Regions from separate parts of the Sus scrofa genome. Here regions 2, 3, 4, 5 and 6 are each linked to region 1. A link is a contact called in public HiChIP or PLAC-seq and promoter capture Hi-C data. All regions are on one chromosome and are shown on one strand. Each heading gives the region's core, a stretch centred on a gene start, on an enhancer-like site or on the middle of the called end of the contact. The rest is flanking DNA. Distances are from core to core; before and after follow the strand shown. Region 1 holds the start of THAP9 (DNA transposase THAP9). Region 2 holds the start of LOC110255270. Region 3 holds the start of ABRAXAS1 (BRCA1-A complex subunit Abraxas). Region 4 holds the start of MRPS18C (28S ribosomal protein S18c, mitochondrial). Region 5 holds the start of HNRNPDL (heterogeneous nuclear ribonucleoprotein D-like). Region 6 holds the start of COQ2 (4-hydroxybenzoate polyprenyltransferase, mitochondrial).

Region 1 (2,809 bases), core at 187-2,686:
CACTTTTCTACTTCTGATTTCAATGGCCTATACCAGACTGGACGACAGATGCGGGTTCAGATTAGACGGGCCTGAAAACAACACCCACTTTTGAGCCAAAGGAAACATCCTTGCCATGATAAGATACATCCTGAGTGCGACTAGGCTTGCAGAGTGCAGCCTAAGGATACTGAACAACTACCAATGATAGGCAGTGAAAATCCGAAATCAAGAGTCCCCTGCGGGCCCCGCCGGGCACAAAAGCCCCTCCATAGGCCGTCTTGCTTCACAACGACCTCCCCCAGCCCCCTCCCACTACTATCTTGTTCTAAAGAAAAGTAAAAAATCAAATTAAATTTTAAAAAAACCCTTTAGTCTCCTAGGCCTTCCCTGATCTCCAAAAAGCAGACACAGGCAAATTCTAACTAAGGAAGTGAGGGAATGCGGGGGGGGGGGGGCAGTTAAGCCAGAGAGCACGAACGATAGTTCCATGATAAGACAGAGTCCAAGATCCTCCTCAAGGGCTGTACGTAATAGCCTGATGGCTATCTTTAAGTTGTTCTGCAAAAACTAACCCCTGCCCAGCTGGAAGATAGTGACTAGTCGCTGACCACAAGCACTTGGACCCAATTTATTGGAACCAGAAGCCTGATGATTGACATTCTCCAAACACCACCCTGTTACCTCACTCCCACTCAATCCGAATAAATTCATGCACTCCGCAGCCTTTACCCCAAGACTGCTTTTCAAAACTCTACAAGCCCATCGAGGAATTTAGGTCTTTTGAGCATGGACCCCGGTTCTCCTTGCTTGGCACTGTGCAACTAACGCCGAACCACAACCTGGTCAGTAAACTGGCTTTGCAGCGCGGTGGGGGAGCGAACTCGAGTTCAGTTCACTAACAAAACTGATCTGCACACATCGCCCGGGCGAGCCCCACACTCTAATCGATGAAAGCTCACGCCTTCAACGGCACTTCTAAACTGCATTCCCTTCCCCTGCAGTAAGACGCCGACAGGAAGCAAGACTCCTTTAACTCGTGCTAAACGCTGTCGGGCAGCGGTAAGCCGTGAGAATGCAAAGCCGCCAAAGGCACCGAGCACCAAGGTGAAGAACGGCCTTCGCTCTCAAGGTTGCCCAGTCCCTCCGCCCAGTCCCACGCTACGCACGTCGCGCCACGTCGCGGGGGACGCCCCGCCCGGCCCCGCCCCCGGCCTGCAGCCAGCCGGCCGTGCTGGGAGTTAGCGCGGCGGCCGCTCTCACGCACTGGTGGAAGGAGAGGCCCCGCTCGCGGCTCAGCACGGTGTCCCGGGTGCTGCAGCCCACTGCCGAGCAACTTCGGGTCATCTTCTTGTTAGGTGGCGCTCCACGGTCGGTGCTCCTTCGACGGCATGAAACGCTACAAAGTTAGCTCCGCCCGCTGACTGGGCGCCTACGACCTTTATTTATTGGAAAGGCGGGATCTTAAGGCGCAAGACTCCCACCCTTCTTTTCGGGGGGCGCTGCGCCTGCCGCCGTGGCCAATCACAGGCCACGTTTTGCCCCAGCAGCCAATCAGAAAGACCAGAACGATTACGACGCCATTGGGCCGCCCCTCCCTCGCTGGTCGAGGGTGGTTAGTGGAAGCAACCGCCATGGGTTCCTTTTCATCCGCGCTGACTAAATCCATTGCCATCGCGCTTCTTGTGAGGCCCAGAGGGAGCATGCGAAGGGGAGAGGCAGCACCAAAGTTGAAGCGAATCCATAGGCGTACCAGTGTGTCTCCGGGTGCGAGCTCTGAAAGTGGCTGGAGGGTGTGATGGAGGGGGATAAACGCGGCGCCCTAGCAATGTAGAAGACAAAATTGGACCCCAAGTGAATTATTTGCTGAGAGGCATGGCATTTCTTTGCATTTTATTTTGTAGTTCCTTGATGCGGAGACAATGGTGTGGTTGACCGTAGGTGTGTGTCCTCGGAGGAGCTTGGATGAGAATCTCACATGAAGATAAGTCGACTTTTAATTCAACGAACCCTTTTCTGCAAAAGCTTGTGCCCCAGTGGGGGAATTAAGGAGGTAAGAAGGGGGCTCTCGGGGAAACGCACTGTCTAGTGGGGACCCGTCAGTAGCCTTACCGACAGGGGCAATGAAATGGTTTTGGTTGGGATGTGGATGGCTTTCAGGAGTGAGACGATCATGCATAGAAGGACGTCTTTGTTAAGCTCTTCGTGTATACGGTATGAGGTTTCAGGTCTCATAGAAGAAAAGTGGGGCCAAGTAGGGCCTAGTTTCTCTTTTGCATCTTTAAAGAGGTCCTTAGCATATTAAGTGGTATCGTTCCTGCCTAACGTTGCAGGCCCATCATAGAGAACAGAAATGTTTGTAATTTGTTCATTTCTGTCTCTAGCTGGCAAGAATGAGTCTAGCACTTCCAAGCAAGATTGTTCTTTTTCCCTTTTTTGTTTGCTTTATCCAGAGTCTAGCCAGAAAGATTCATCTCAAGGTATTACTTACAATTGCTTTCCTTTATCATACGCTTATATCTTACTTGAACGCAGTTAACGTAATTTTTGCTCATGTATTTTCGTTAAAAGTTACAAAGCCTAAGATAGTCCATGAATTTGGGGGAAATTGGTCCATGGGGTTTACTTAGCTGCGGGCTGTGCTAAGGGTAGGACCTGGATTTAAAACACCGTCAGTTGTTTAGACTGTTAGAAACTTTTATTTAGGGCCAAACCTGCAGCATATGGAAGTTAGGCCAGGGGTTGAATGAGAGTTGTAGCTGCTGGCCTACCCCCCAGCCACAGCAACCTAGATCTGAGTCACATCTGCATTGTACACTGCAGCTTGCAG
Region 2 (2,809 bases), core at 113-2,612, 420 kb after region 1:
TGATCTGCATTCTAGGGTTTTAATTATTCTGTAACACAAAGTCTCTAACTTAAGTAATTATAAAACATTAGACATTTTTAATCCTAGAGGTTTTGGGTAGCGTTAGTATCAATGCATTTAACTACATAATGAAAACCAAATATTTTACCTCTCCAGAGTCCTCTGCTGTATCTCGCACTAGTCTTCGTTTGCTCAGTGTCTGGGCACATGACGAAACAGGCGCAAAATCATCTCCTGACGAAAGAAGTGCCCCAAACCTTCATTTTCTTCTAGATGTGCGTGCAGGAAGCTGCCAGTCCCCGAGCCCGAATAACTCAGTTTCCAGCCAAGGCACTTGGGATTTCTAACAGGTCTGTTAAAGACGAACTTGACTGCTACCCCGCACAAGACGCCTGGCGGGTTTAACCAAAGCCGCCCAAACCCACAACGCCCCAAACCGAGCACCCTCGTAAAGACGATGCACACAACGCACAGACTGAAGACCATTACATTAACCGAACGCGCGCTTGATCTCACACACGTCCCCAAGGACGTGGCAGGTGTCGGGATCCTCCGAGTAAGCAGAGCAAGACAACCCCGTTTCTTAAAACACGCAAGGTGCCCGCTGCTTTCGACGAAAAACTTCAGGAGACGGGCAGGCAGGCACACATCCGACCCGGAGAACAAGCCGCGAAGGAGGCAGCCCTTCGGGCCGGCGGCTCCAGCCCGCCCGCCGGGGCTGGGGGGCGCGGCAGCGGCAGCCGCGGGCACCTCAATGTCACCCGGGCGCGGGCGGCTCCGGTGGCCGGAGGAGCTGCCGCAGGCCGTGCACGGGCGCGGCCGGCCCGGCGTCCCCGGAGCGGCGTGGGCCCGGCCGCCCCCTCGGGGTGGCCGCTCTCCTCCCGCGGACCCCGGCGCCCAGGGCCGCCGGCGGGGCGCCTCTCCTCCCTCGCCGAGTCCGCCGGCGCGCGGGCACGGCCGCCGCCCGCGAGGCGCCCCCACTCCGCTGCCCGCCGCCCCGCCTGCTGGAGCGGGCGGGCGGGCAGGCAGGGGTGGGGTGGGCGGGTGAGCGCCCCGGGAACCCTCGAGAGGCGAGGGCGGGGGAAGCGGCCCCTCTAGCTGCGCCTTGGAAACAGCGCCCCTTGTTCTCGATGGTCTCGGCGCGGCTCTCCCGGCGGACGCCACTTCCGGTTCCTTTTAAAGGCCCCACGCAGAGCGGCGCGGCGCGTGCGGAGAAGGTATGAAAGGCGGCGCGCGGGCGGGACCGAGGAGGAAGGGGAAAAACTGGCGGGGGGGCGGGGGTGCAAAGGGCGCGCTCGCGCGTCACGTGACCGGGACGCGCCGTTCTTCCGTCGGCCATTTTAGGTGGTCCGCGGCGGCGCCATTAAAGCGAGGAGGAGGCGAGAGGGGCCGCCGCTGTGTCTTATTCTTTTTTAGTGCAGCGGGCGAGAGCGGGCGTGCGCGCCGCGCGAGAGTGGGAGGCGAGGGGGGCAGGCCAGGGAGAGGCGCAGGAGCCTGTGCAGCCGCGCGCGCCGTCTCTGTCTTGTTGTGTGCCTCGCGCGGCGGAGCGGGCGCGCGGCGGCGGCGGGGATTACTTTGCTGCTAGTTTCGGCTCGCGGCGGCGGCGGGTGTCGTCTCGGCGGCGGCGGCGGCGGTAGCGCTATGTCGGAGGAGCAGTTCGGCGGGGACGGGGCGGCGGCGGCGGCGACGGCGGCGGTAGGCGGCTCGGCGGGCGAGCAGGAGGGAGCCATGGTGGCGGCGGCGCCGGGGGCAGCGGCGGCGGCGGGAAGCGGAGCCGGGACCGGGGGCGGAACCGCGGCTGCTGGCACGGAAGGGGGCAGCGCCGAGTCGGAGGGGGCGAAGATCGACGCCAGTAAGAACGAGGAGGACGAAGGGTGAGTAAGGGGCGGCCCGGGATAGTCAGGCCCAGCTCCCCTCCCCCTCCCCGTGCCCCGCCATTAGGCCTCGTTCCCGCCCGGCCCGCGCGCAGCCTCGGCGCCCCGCGCGCCCCTCTCCGCGCCGGACTCCCGGGCCCGCGTCCCCTGCCCCTGCCCGCGGGCCGCCCCCTCCCCCATCCCACACGTTTCCACCTTTAGCCGTCACCATGCCGCTCCCGGCCCGCCCTCCTCCCCTCCCTCGCCTCGGGTCTCCTCCCACTGGCGGAGCCGCCGGGATTTTTTCCCGCCCGCCGAGGGGTTACCTTTTTTCCGCTGCCGCTGTCTTCTCGCGTCCCCGTTTTCTGAAGTCCCGGGCAGGACGGCGCCGGCGGACACAAAAGCCTTTATGCCCGGGCGACTCAGGCTTATGGGGTTGCCCTCACCCCGGCCTCCCGGGACGGCGAGTATTTATCAACACACGCTTCGGGGAGCGTGTAGGCTGTCCGGCGGCGCTCCTCCCTCTCGGCTTCAGGCCGAGCGCCTCTGAGTCGCGGGCGCGAGTTCCTCCGCGGCCTCCGCGTTCCCTCCGCACCGGCTGGCGCGGCGGCTCGCCCCGCGGCCCCTGCGCTGCGGCCGCCGGACCCCCGGGCCTGGTGGAGGGCGCCCGCGGCTGCGGCCGTTCCGCTCCGCCGGCTTTCCTTAAGTTGCCCGGCGGCGGGGCCTGCCCGGGGCTCGAGCCGTTCCGGCTCCCGCCGGCCGGCTGCCCTCCCCCATCCCGCCGAGCGAACTCTCCCGCGCACCTTTTCCGCGCCCTCCGCTCTTGGAGTCCCCAGCTGTTCGTAGGTTGTACTCTTGCCTCATTTTTTCTGTGTAGTTTCCGTTTTTCACAACCCACCCCGTGCGCAGGGTCCTTTTCTTTGGTCTCTCCTGGTGCTCTCTTTCCCGCTCTCTTA
Region 3 (2,809 bases), core at 118-2,617, 420 kb before region 1:
CAAATTACATGACAATCTTTTCATATTAATAGAATTTTTGCAGAAATGACAGCAAGAAACACTTTTTGGGAATAAATACATAATTTTTAACACTATACGTATGTCTTCAACGTGTTAGTCAAATATGGCTGCTGCACAACAAAACTCAGAAGTATGCACTATTAATTCACTTTAGTGGTCTGATATTAATCCAATTCAGCAGCAGTTCGGGTTAGTCTGATAGTTTGCTGACTTTCGTTTAAAAACCACAGGTTTGGGGAGTTCCCATCCTGGTGCAGCGGTTAACGAATCCGACTAGGAACATGAGGTTGCAGGTTCAACCCCTGGCCTTGCTCAGTGGGTTAAGGATCCAGCGTTGCGGTGAGCTGTGGGGTAGGTCGCAGATGCAGCTCCATCCCGAGTTGCTGTGGCCGTGGTGTAGGCCGGCGGCTACAGCTCCTATCTGACCCCTAGCCTGGGAACCTCCATATGCCGCAGGAGCGGCCCTAGAAAAGGCAAAAAGACAAAAAAAAAAAAAAAGCAAACCACAGGTTTGGGAGCTCCTGCTATGGCTCAGCAGCGACGAACCTGCCTAGCAGCCGAGCGGCCCTGCCCGGTGGGTTAAGGACCCTCACCGCTGTGGCTGTGGCGTCGGCCGGCAGCTGCAGCTCGGATTCAACCCGGAGCCTGGGGACTTCCGTACGCGTGCGCGAGGCCCTAAAAAGCAAATAAAAACAAAATAACATCCGTACTTTAGAATCGTGTGTGGGAAATGGCCAAGCCTCGGTCCCCCACTCCCTCCACGCTTTCACCCTGGGAGCGGGAACAGTCTTTACACCCAACATTAAACCGTCAGAACGAGGTTAACCATCTGCGTGTTCTTCCGTCAACAAGTCCGTGAGTCAATTCTCTAAAAGCAGGAAAACACTCACAGAAACGCGCTCCCCGCCTGCGCTCGGCGGGGTGGACATCACGGGAGGCTCCGGAAGCGCCGTCCTCCGAGGCCGTCGTTAGTATTCCAGAAGTTTCTACGGGTGAAGGGGAGCATCTGGCACTTGGAAAACCACAAAGTGGCATTTCCACCGTGATATTATGTCACTAAACAACGCTTCTATGCTGCCAGCACTGTTCCCTTTTTCCGTTTTGTATATATGACAGGCTCCCTCAGGGGGCAGCGAACCGCCGAAGCGCTGGCCGTCGCCCTGGGCGGAGACGCCCCGACGCCTGAAGGCTCGTCGCAGCGCTGCGCAGCGCCTCACCCACCAGAGGGCGCCCGCGCCGCCTCGCCCGCGCCCTCGCCAGTGCGCGGGCGCAGGCCCCGCCCCCTCGGCTGGCCCCGCCCCATTGTCGCGCGGCCGCGGCCCCCGCTCTTCAGGCCCCGCCTCCGCCCCGCCCCCTTGAGCAGCGCGGCGGCGGCGGCGGCAACATGGAGGGGGAGAGCACGTCGGCGGTGCTCTCTGGTTTTGTGCTCGGCGCTCTCGCCTTCCAGCACCTCAACACCGACTCGGACACGGTGAGCCGAGCGGCGGGGCGGGAGCTGCAGTCGCCTCGGAAGAGGCCCTGCGCGCGGGCCCCTCGTGGCCGCCTTGGCCCGGGTCCCGCCCGCGGGCTCCCCGACGACGGCGACGGGCCGGCCCTCTGCCCCCCGAGCCGCCCTCTCAGCCCCTGGGCGGCCCCGGAGCTGCCGCCCGCCCTCTGACCCTTCCTCTGGTCGCCGGCGTTCATTTCCGCGCCCGACCGCAGCGTCCCGCACGCCCCCTTGCTCTCCTGCCGCAGCTCGCCTTGTCGGGACTCACTCGGTGGAGGAGGAAGAGAGAGGTCGCGGGGGTCCTGTGCCCCGCCGGGAAGGGTGCGGGTTAACGCTCTCCTAAGACCCCCAGGGGTTTTCCCACCACTCTTGTTTTTTTCCTGCAGAACAGCTACTGTGCACGTTTGTTGAAAGGGTCGGCGGGTAAGGGAATGAGAAGCGGTGCATCCAGTGGCTATTTGGGGAGAAGTCTTAGATGAAAAAGATTAACGTGCTTAGAGGGTATCTTTGACTTTTGTTGGCATTGATAGCAAATGTGTTATATTGTGAGGCCTCAGCTAGTTCCTTGTGAGATGCTTTCCGTTAAAATTTAAGTATTTAAGTTTGTCTTCACATATTAGGTATTTAAATGCTTATTCCTTTTGCCCGTTCAAAACCTCTGGATGAAGTAGTGAAGGACTTTTTAAAAACACAGTGCTGGGAGTTCCCGTCGTGGCGCGGTGGTTAACGAATCCGACTAGGAACCATGAGGTTGCGGGTTTGATCTCTGCCCTTGCTCAGTGGGTTAAGGATGCGGCGTTGCCATGAGCTGTGGTGTAGGTTGCAGACGCGGCTGGGACCCCGCATTGCTGTGGCTCTGGCGTAGGCCGGTGGCTACGGCTCCGATTAGACCCCTAGCCTGGGAACCTCCATATGCCGCGGGAGCGGCCCAAGAAATATCAAAAAGACAAAAACAAAACAAAACAAAAAAACCACAGTGCTTATTTTTTAAAGCTTTTGTTTTTACATTTTTCTATCTTTTTTTTTTTCTTTTTTTTTTTAGGGCTGCACCCTTGACGTTTGGAGGCTCCCACGCTAGGGTCAAAACGGATCTGTAGCTCCTGGCCTACGCCACAGTCACAACAACACGGGATCCTCGCTGGTCTGCGACCTGCACCACAGCTCATGGTGATGCTGGATCCTTAACCACTAAGTGAGGCGAGGGATGGAACCTTCGCACTCATGGGTACTAGTCAGATTTGTTTCCACTGAGCCAGGATAGGAGCTCCTTTTATGAAATTTTAGACTGAAACTTTGAGCCTG
Region 4 (2,809 bases), core at 117-2,616, 390 kb before region 1:
TTAAATATAAGTTTAAAAAAAAAAGCCTTTAGATTTGAGGCAGAGTGGACTTTGTGTGGTTTCTGGGGCATTGGGGAAAGGGCGTATGTATCCCCACCATACAATCTCTTACCTGTTCTCTTCCTGAAATTTATTTCCTCTCTCTCATGGAGTAGAGACAGATTTTAATGCAAAGGAAAAATGAAAACAGACTCCTTACAGAGAGTAGGTTTTGGCAGAGAAGCACAAAGTAGATTAAAGTGCATAAATGGTAGATTCCAGGGCCCATGTCACAATTTCGCCCTGATTTGGGACCTCGGATATCGAATTTGCTGCGGGGTTACTGTGAAGATGCTTCCTATCAAGTTCTACCCGAAGATCGTAAGCATGTCCCTGCCTCCTTTTGAGAACCCCCCCATCACTGTTGTACTGGACGTCCTCTTCAGTCTTAAAAAACTAGTGACAGGCCATGACAGATTCCCACTTACCTTGGAGAAACCTAAGGCCTAGACACCGGCGTCCATTAGCGAACGGTGTCATCTCCACCGACCCAAGCAGGGCTAAGCCAACGGCTGCAAGTCTACAAAGGAGCCTAGGATGTGGAGACTTTACCTGCATGAGTCCCGGGATCCGTAAGGCAGACAGCAGCATTCACGAAGTCTGTCGACTTTCTCCTCCCCAACCGGCTGCAAAGAGACACCACAGCCGCCATGGCCCCTTGCCCCTCCTCTTCCGTTTTCCAAAGCGCCGGACCAGCCCCTTCCGGTGTGCTTCCCCTGTGGGTCCGAGCACTCGGTTCAAAGGTTCCGCAGGCGAACGCGGAGAACCAAGAGCAGCTGAAGTTTTCGATGCGCCTGCGCAGCATCTTCCCGTTCTCCACTCCCACCCGGACTCCGCGCCGCCCGCTGGGGACGTTAACGATTGGACAAGGAGAGGGCGGGCTCTTATGCTTGTGCCTCCGCTTCCGGTTCCAGAGCCCCGATAATTGGTTGGTGGTCTTTCCCAAAGGTGGATGGAGACGCGAGCCCCGTTTCCACCTGCTGCTACCTTTCCCCTGTTGCTGCACTCACCCTTCTACTGGGGTTTGGCGGCTGGGTCACTGGAGACGACGTTCGGGGAGGGCCCTCAGCCCCTGCCATGGATGATGGCGGTTCCCGTATCCGCCGGCGGGTGTCTGTCCGCAAAAGGAACCGATTTAGCACAGAGAGCGTTTTGGCCGCCCCCACCGCAGCCGAGCTTAAGCCCGGTGATGAGAAGGAAGAGGAGGAAATGGTGGCTGGGAGCCGGCGGCGGAAAACCGTGGACGTGCAGCCAGTCGAGGTACAGCCCCATCACCCCTCAAATTCCTCTGAGTTTCTTGTTCCATTTCCCACCCTTGGGATGAGGAGACACCAGGTCTCCCAGTGCGCATGCTCAATGGAAGAGTAGGCGACCAGCTGCAGGGGGCGTGGATCTTGAAACAAAAATTGGCAGATCCATTCCCAGGTGCAAACGCCAGCTGCCCAATTATCTGCCAGCGTTCAGGTGCTCACCTCGTTTTTGTTATCGATGTTAATCTCACTTGTGAGGTATTGCACTGTTGGCCCGTTTTTTATATATACATGTAAATAAAACATAGACCTCAAGACATACAAGTTGTACGCACAGCAAGTGTGGCATGCTGAAATGCATGTGGCATGACTGAAATGCAAACCTAGCCTTTCAAGTTTATGCCACTTAACCTTTCTCCGCCCCCGTTTCTTCATTTGTAAAATGGGAATGATAGTTTCTATTTAAGAGGATGATTTACATTTTGGTCTGTGATACATATATAACCATGTAACGATGTATCTGAGAGAGCCCTTGGCTGAAATTTTTATTCTTTTTTTTTTTTTAATGGTTGCACGCACGGCATATGGAAGTTCCTGGGCCAGGGACTGAATCAAAGCCGCAGTTGTGACAATGTCAGATCCTTTAACCCAGTGGTCCTGGCTGGGGATGGAACCCATGCCTCCGCAGCACCCAGAGTGCTGCAGTCGGATTGGTAACCCATCTGCGCCATATCAGGAACTCCCGAAACCTTTTTTTTTTTTTTTTTTCTTTGTCTTTTTACTATTTCTCTGGCCGCTCCCACGGCATATGGAGGTTCAAATCAGAGCTAGAGGTCAAATCGGAGCTGTAGCCACAGGCTTATGCCAGAGCCACAGCAACGCGGGATCCGAGCCGAGTCTGCTTACCTACACCACAGCTCACGGCAATGCTGGATCCTTAACCCACTGAGCAAGGCCAGGGATCAAAACCGCAACCTCATGGTTCCTAATCGGATTCGTTAACCACTGAGCCACGATGGGAACTCCTCCGGAAACCTATTCATGAAGCTAGAATTGACCACAGATCTTTTGTTTTCTTTCCAGAATATTGACAGTGAAGAGGACATGTTTGGTGACTATGATAGTTTTGCTGAAAACTCTTTTTTAGCTCAAGTTGATGACCTGGAACAAAAATATATGCAAATTCCAGAACAAGAGGAGCATGCTACAGATCATGCCCCTGAAGATCTTTGTTCAGAAAGCATTAAACACAGCATCCTCAGCAGTAACACTGTAGGCGACTTCACTGGAGTAAAAACAGAGGAGCACACAAAGAACCAGAGTGGGCATGAAGATGTCGCTACTGAACCTGAAGCTGATCTTTTGTATGATGTACCTTCTTCACAGATGTTATTCTTTGAACATTTGCACAGCTCTTCAAATAACTTGGGCGATCCATCTCTTAAAGAGAGGGATAGGGGTTCATCCTCTCACAAGACTGTGAATGAGGAATTGCCCGTTAGTAGCATAGAGGAACCGCA
Region 5 (2,809 bases), core at 174-2,673, 380 kb after region 1:
CCTTCCAAATACAACATATTTAAAAAGGAACGTGCTTTAAAGCAAAGTTAGGGAGTTCCCGTGGTGGCACAGTGGTTAACGAATCCGACTAGGAACCATGAGGTTGCGGGTTCGCTCCCTGCCTTTGCTCAGCGGGTTAAGGATCCGGCGTTGCCATGAGCTGTGGTGTAGGTTGCAGAGGCGGCTCGGATCCCGCGTTGCTGTGGCTGTGGTGTAGGCCGGCGGCTACAGCTCCAATTCGACCCCTAGGCCTGGGAACCTCCATATGCCGCAGGAGCGGCCCTAGAAATGGCAAAAAGACAAAAAAAAAAAAAAGCAAAGTTACAGGTTTATGAACTGGGTGTAGACAAGGGTTGGTTACCACTGACATTCTAGGAGGAAGGTATTGGCTAAGAACTTTAGGCTTCCATTTTTGAAGAAAATGAACGGAATCTAGACATGTTTGCTAGCCTAATCCAGCAACGCACAGTGTGCAGTTCGGCCACTAAAAGCAGGAGTGGGAAACGGCAAAGATCAACCATTACTGCTTTAAGATACCTGGGCTACCCGAAAAGTCACACTTCAGTCTAGAAGCGTGGGACTAGAAGCCTCAAGGACAGCTAGACAGCGGCCACCACCTCGCCAGGTTCAACCCGGCACAAGGCGGGCGCACACCTGTCGGGCGACTGGGCGCACACCTGTGGGGGGGCCACACTGCCCTCCTCCGTCCCCTCTTCACCACCATCTCCATCTCTTCCCCAACCACCTGCCTCTAGCGGAAGGCGAGGACCCGGGAAGGTTAAGACAAGGCGGTGAGGCACAGCATCCCTGCAACCCGCCGCAGACTACGTCCTCCCACCCCAGAGCGGGTGCAAAGCCACACCGTCTCTCCCACGCCTCCGGTCTCCAGGGCGAGGTCTGCAACACTTTAAAATACTTCATTGTTTGAAAGCACAAGTAACTTCCCCGCTCCCTTCCGCCCCTCACCTTCACGAAAGCAATCGGGGTTGTGGTACCTTCGATATCTAACAGGATCACAGTGACTTCGGCGGGCACCGAAAGCACGACCATTTCCCTACCGGATGATACCACGGGAATCGGCCTACTGGTGGGGAGGGCGGCGGGCGGCGCCGGCGGCGGCGGCGGCAGCAGCGGGCGAAGCTTCCGACAGTCCCGCAAGGACCCCAGAGCGGGCAACCGCGCCCTGCCGACGCACGAGGCGGAGAGGACCCCTCCGCGGCCAAGGAAGCAGAGAAACCCGCAGGACGGGCGCCCAGAACTCGGGAGCGATCCGGGGCCGGAGGCCGAGACCACGTGGGTAGGGAAAGGGGCGGTCCTCCGGGGCCCCGAGGGGGCGGGGAGAGGCCCTGGCGCCGATGCCGATTGGCCGCTAGAGGGCCTCGCACCCGATCCGTCAAGATGGGCCTCGCGTGGGCGGGAACAAAGAGGCGAACGCGGGAGCCGGGTGCGCGGGCGCGCGCCCTCCGCAGACTGGTAGAGCGAGCGGGAGAGGCCCGGGGCACGTGCAGACGGGAGCCCCGCGAGTGGCGCGCCGGGGATGTGAGTGCCCCTTGCCCTCTACGGCACCTACCCTCCCTCCCCGCCCACTGCCTCCGCGTTTGCGTATTGACAGTAATCCGACCGGGCCCGCGCCCCTCCTCCCATCCTCAGCCAGCAACAGAGGCCGTTTGGGTCCCGGCCAGCCGAGCGGCGTGGGCCTGCGATCGGCCAGGGAGGCCCGCCGCGCCCCCTCGGCCCGCGCGCCCGTGGCGGAGCGGAGAGGCGCCCGTCCTGCGCCGCTGCCCGGAGGGGCCGCCGCGCGCCCGCTCCCTGGTCGGCTGGGTCCAGGCAGCTCGAGGACAACACGCGTGCGCGCGGCGGACGGGCGGGCGCGCTCGCCACCTCGGCTGCGGGCGCCGGGCGCAGTCCGCCTCTTCCCGGAGCAGCGCGCCCACGGGGCTCATTGATAGCAGCGGCAGCCGCAGCAGCAGCTCGGCACTGGGGATCCGAGGGCGGAAAGAGGCGGGGTTGGCGGCTCTTTGCTGGGAGTGGGCTGGACCGGACGCCAGAGACAAAGGCTCTCAAGGCAAGAGGGACTGTGGCCCTGGGACGGCGCTGCTCGGGATTCGTGACCCCAGGACTTCTCGCCCCGTCGTTTTTCTCTTCTGACGCATCCCTCTCCCCAAGCCCGCCTCCCCTCGGCCGCGACCTCACTCCTCCGCGGGAGGGCCGCGATGGAGGTCCCGCCCCGGCTTTCCCAAGTGCCGCCGCCATTGTTCCCCTCCGCTCCCGCTACTTTAGCCTCCCGCAGCCTCTCCCATTGGCGGCCGCGGGCGCCGCGGCAGCTCGCTCCGCTCCTCCCTTCGCTCGCTCCCAGCTCCGCCCGGCAGGGGGCGCGCCGGGCCCAGCGCCACGTCACCGCACAGCAGCCCTCGCGATTGGCCGGCGTGGCGGCTATAAAGGGAGGGCGCAGGCGGCGCCCGGATCTCTTCCGCCGCCATTTTAAATCCAGTTCCATACAACGCTCCGCCGCCGCCGCTGCCGCGACTCGGACTGCGCGCCCGCACCCTCCGGCCGACAACCCCGCCGCCATGGAGGACATGAACGAGTACAGCAACATAGAGGAGTTCGCAGAGGGGTCCAAGATCAACGCGAGCAAAAATCAGCAGGATGACGGGTACCGCACGCGTCTCCCCCCTCCCCCAGCGCCCCGCGCGCGCCCTTCGTCCCGCGGGGGCCGCGCGCTGCTCCCATTCTTGCCCCGAGCCGACGCCCCGCGTGCCCGCTGGGCCGCACTAGCTTGGAGGGAAGAGGAGAGGAGGAGACGGAG
Region 6 (2,809 bases), core at 203-2,702, 290 kb before region 1:
AAAGGAGCTATCAACATTTAAAACCACAGTACAGTGTGAGCTAGTGTGACACTTTAGAACTTTCCACCTCCCTGATAGACAGGGCGAAAAACCTAGCAGAATCTATTTGTTAAGATTCTCTGTGTCCTACTGTTTCTGTTTAGCCCAGCAAACATTTGTTTACCAAACGTTTGCTCCTTTCATTCTTTCTGTGAATGGTCTTCTATCTCTTTGAAGTCCCAAACCCCTTCCCCCTTCTCCTTAGTCCAGAAGGCCATATATAATGCATTTTTACCTTTGAGTGTTCTCATATTTGGAATCCCTATACATATGTAATGAAACTTTACTTTCTCCTCTCAATCTGTCTGCAATTATTTTTGAGACCAGCCAGAAGAAACTAGAAGGGCAGAGGAAAACTTTTTTCCTCCCCAACAGAGGTAGGTCAGACGCGGAAGTAACAACCTGGACTTTTGACTTTGGGGGGAGGGGCAGTCTTCCAGGACTGAGCCAGCAACCTGCAGAAATCTGATGCAAACTCCAGATGGATAGTGCCAGAACTATGTAAAATTATAGGACACTCAGGTATTGCAGAATTGCTTGATGTGTGGAAAACACATACATCTGGGGTCTCAAGTCAAGCAGTGTTGTAGTATTGAGAGTAAACACACACAGGAGGAAGTGTGTTTTTTCCTTTACAATTATGTAATAAAATTTCCCAGTGTCTTGAAATCTGTCTTCAATTGAACAAATTGTGAGTTTTGTAAATTTATTAAGGGCCACCCCCTTAACACCACCACTGGAGACTCAAGATATCACAGAATCACTGTTCAGGTTTCAAAGGAAGCCACTTAAAGCCTCTATACAAAAAAAAAAAAAAAAAAAAAAAACCATTCCCTAGAATATAAGAATTCCAATGAGCAACTTGACCACGGTCACTCACTAAGTGGTTAAATGGGACAATACATATACAGTGCCTGTAACAGTGCCTGGCACCCCGCGCTGCCCAATAGCTGGCTATGATCATGCAGCTCAAACCAAATGTTCTCGCTGCAGTCTCTTGGCATCCCACACACTCGCTGCCTCTGGATTACACTAACCCCTTTGAAATGATTACCAAATTTAAGATTTTCACTTGCATAATGAACGACCCTCACCTCAGCAGGGTTTTAATTTACATTCTTGGTTTGGCCTCTTCGTGCTCTTTCAAGCTTTGCAAATGTAACGCCTGACTGCGAATACTGGGTTCAGCAGGAGGTTTTGTTCTATTACACATTTTGATGACAGGAATTTCTTTACCTGAAGAACCCCCTCACAGGGCAAGGTGACCACGATAATTTCCACTTCACCTTACTCAAAAAGCTCGCGCCACCCAGCCGCCGGGACTGGACAGGCACGGACGGTCCCGCCGGCGGACGCCACCGCGCATGCCTGCGGGGACGCGGACGCGCGGGAGTGACGTCAGGCCAGCGCGCCGGAGCTCTCCCGAGCGCCATGCTAGGCGCGGGCGGCGCGGGGCTCGCGCGGGCGTTGCGGGCCAGGACGCAGGCGTGGCTGTGGGGTTGGCGTGGCCGCTCGCTGGCCTTGGCGCGCGCGGCCGGCGGCCTCCACGCGTGGGGCCGGCAGCCCTCGGCCGGGCGCGAGCCGCGCGGGCGGCGGCGGAGTCTGTCGGCGGCGGCAGTCGTGAACGCGGCGCCCCGCCCGCTGCAGCCCTACCTGCGCCTCATGCGGTTGGACAAGCCCATAGGTGAGTGCGGACGCGCGCGGCGGGCCGGGCGCTGCCGGCGCCGCAGTGGGAGTGACTCCCGGAAGCCGACTACCCCCAAGACACCCGAACGGGGCGAGCTCCCAAGCGACCAGGCGGCTTCCACGCCCCTCTGAGTCCTAAGCAAAAAATTCGCTTATCACAAAGCCTAGTTCACGTGGTGAGTCGCGCGGAAATTCCGTGCCCGTATCCCTGCGTCTGCGCGGATTTCCAGAATGGAAGCGCTTCCACATTCGTTGTGGTTCATTCTTCCCAGGATCCAGTGAGGCTCCCGAGCAAGTGTTTGAGATGATAAAGACGCTGAGGCAACTAGGGCTTTTTGGCAGAGCGGGCTTTTTGGATGCTGAGTGTTTTAGTACTCTGCCTGCGCCACGAAGATTTAATTCATTCAAATGCAGCGGGTACAGCACTTAGGGACTACTTACTAGTTCACCATCTCCTCTTAAGGGAGGGTTTCCCTGATCTTCCCATGTAGAATATCACCTCCCTCTATCTTTGTACCCTCCCGTTTTTCTTCTTAGCACTGGCCACTAAGTAACCTCACGCATTTATTGTTTGATAAATGTGTCCACTACAGAATAAGCCTCCCTTATATGGTACATTTATAACTAGTGTCTAGAACAGAGCCTGGCAGTAGCACTGAATGAATTAGTTCCTTCAACATCGCTTAGCCTTGGGTTTAGAAAAAGCGATGGAAACGCTGCATTTTCAAAGAACCCCCGGTCTAGTTAAAAAAGACAAAGTATTGGGTGAGGTGGGAAAGTATGGGATCAAATATAAGTGATACAGATAAGAGATGCAGCAGGGAAAAGAGTAATTATTGTGATTCTCCATTGCTGGAAAAAAAAAATCAAGTAGAATGTGCACCTCAGGACAAGTAGATTTTGTAGAGAAGGAAAGAGCTCTTAATTGGTGAGGGAAATATTTTTGCCAAGACCCAAGGGTGGAGTGTTGGAACGCTAAGGATACAAGCTGATGTGGAACCGCAGGTGGGCAGAGGATATAGTGGGAGTCAAGGCCAGATAAGAGCTGGACTGAAGAAGGATGGACAGACAGTTGGTAGGGAGG

The links. Promoter capture Hi-C pulls out the DNA fragments that hold promoters and counts their contacts. HiChIP or PLAC-seq counts read pairs in DNA pulled down with a chosen protein or histone mark.
Region 2: a promoter capture Hi-C map of fetal skeletal muscle shows a contact between it and region 1, with 4 times the contacts expected there. The contact joins the promoter of LOC110255270 here to the promoter of THAP9 in region 1. A contact is called at or near these places in 3 of 5 promoter capture datasets (fetal liver, fetal skeletal muscle and liver), 3 of 47 Hi-C or Micro-C datasets (alveolar macrophages, heart right ventricle and skeletal muscle) and 2 of 2 datasets of contacts at active chromatin or transcription factors (alveolar macrophages and skeletal muscle).
Region 3: an H3K27ac HiChIP or PLAC-seq map of alveolar macrophages shows a contact between it and region 1. The contact joins the promoter of ABRAXAS1 here to the promoter of THAP9 in region 1. A contact is called at or near these places in 1 of 47 Hi-C or Micro-C datasets (skeletal muscle) and 1 of 2 datasets of contacts at active chromatin or transcription factors (alveolar macrophages).
Region 4: a promoter capture Hi-C map of fetal liver shows a contact between it and region 1, with 3 times the contacts expected there. The contact joins the promoter of MRPS18C here to the promoter of THAP9 in region 1. A contact is called at or near these places in 3 of 5 promoter capture datasets (fetal liver, fetal skeletal muscle and liver), 6 of 47 Hi-C or Micro-C datasets (blood, heart right ventricle, liver and 3 more) and 2 of 2 datasets of contacts at active chromatin or transcription factors (alveolar macrophages and skeletal muscle).
Region 5: a promoter capture Hi-C map of liver shows a contact between it and region 1, with 4 times the contacts expected there. The contact joins the promoter of HNRNPDL here to the promoter of THAP9 in region 1. A contact is called at or near these places in 2 of 5 promoter capture datasets (fetal liver and liver), 8 of 47 Hi-C or Micro-C datasets (alveolar macrophages, blood, embryonic fibroblasts and 3 more) and 1 of 2 datasets of contacts at active chromatin or transcription factors (skeletal muscle).
Region 6: a contact with region 1 is called in an H3K27ac HiChIP or PLAC-seq map of skeletal muscle, with 9 times the contacts expected there. The contact joins the promoter of COQ2 here to the promoter of THAP9 in region 1. A contact is called at or near these places in 12 of 47 Hi-C or Micro-C datasets (alveolar macrophages, brain, epiblast stem cells and 8 more) and 2 of 2 datasets of contacts at active chromatin or transcription factors (alveolar macrophages and skeletal muscle).

The regions. Positions count from the first base shown.
Region 1 is chr8:135,419,297-135,422,105 of Sscrofa11.1, forward strand. It overlaps THAP9 (DNA transposase THAP9), which reads right to left and starts at 1,437. Exons shown (of 5, transcript XR_002346893.1): 1 at 1,247-1,437. LOC100737511 (a long non-coding RNA gene) reads left to right here and starts at 1,545. Exons shown (of 5, transcript XR_002346894.1): 1 at 1,545-1,746; 2 at 1,884-2,809.
Region 2 is chr8:135,843,203-135,846,011 of Sscrofa11.1, forward strand. LOC110255270 reads right to left here and starts at 1,363. Exons shown (of 2, transcript XM_021101889.1): 1 at 149-1,363. The coding sequence starts at 1,339. The coding sequence ends at 758. It overlaps HNRNPD (heterogeneous nuclear ribonucleoprotein D0), which reads left to right and starts at 1,290. Exons shown (of 7, transcript XM_021101885.1): 1 at 1,290-1,874. The coding sequence starts at 1,642.
Region 3 is chr8:135,000,930-135,003,738 of Sscrofa11.1, forward strand. ABRAXAS1 (BRCA1-A complex subunit Abraxas) reads left to right here and starts at 1,368. Exons shown (of 8, transcript XM_005656571.3): 1 at 1,368-1,492. The coding sequence starts at 1,406. It overlaps GPAT3 (glycerol-3-phosphate acyltransferase 3), which reads right to left and starts at 1,211. Exons shown (of 13, transcript XM_003129347.5): 1 at 912-1,211.
Region 4 is chr8:135,025,353-135,028,161 of Sscrofa11.1, forward strand. MRPS18C (28S ribosomal protein S18c, mitochondrial) reads right to left here and starts at 1,367. Exons shown (of 7, transcript XM_003129356.5): 1 at 1,050-1,367; 2 at 592-755. The coding sequence starts at 691. HELQ (helicase POLQ-like) reads left to right here and starts at 766. Exons shown (of 17, transcript XM_013989417.2): 1 at 766-1,299; 2 at 2,373-2,809. The coding sequence starts at 1,117.
Region 5 is chr8:135,801,107-135,803,915 of Sscrofa11.1, forward strand. HNRNPDL (heterogeneous nuclear ribonucleoprotein D-like) reads left to right here and starts at 1,424. Exons shown (of 9, transcript XR_002346906.1): 1 at 1,424-2,656. ENOPH1 (enolase-phosphatase 1) reads right to left here and starts at 1,227. Exons shown (of 6, transcript NM_001243830.1): 1 at 967-1,227. The coding sequence starts at 1,050.
Region 6 is chr8:135,129,034-135,131,842 of Sscrofa11.1, forward strand. It overlaps COQ2 (4-hydroxybenzoate polyprenyltransferase, mitochondrial), which reads left to right and starts at 1,453. Exons shown (of 7, transcript XM_003129357.5): 1 at 1,453-1,723. The coding sequence starts at 1,471. LOC102167078 (a long non-coding RNA gene) reads right to left here and starts at 1,405. Exons shown (of 8, transcript XR_001304089.2): 1 at 1,276-1,405.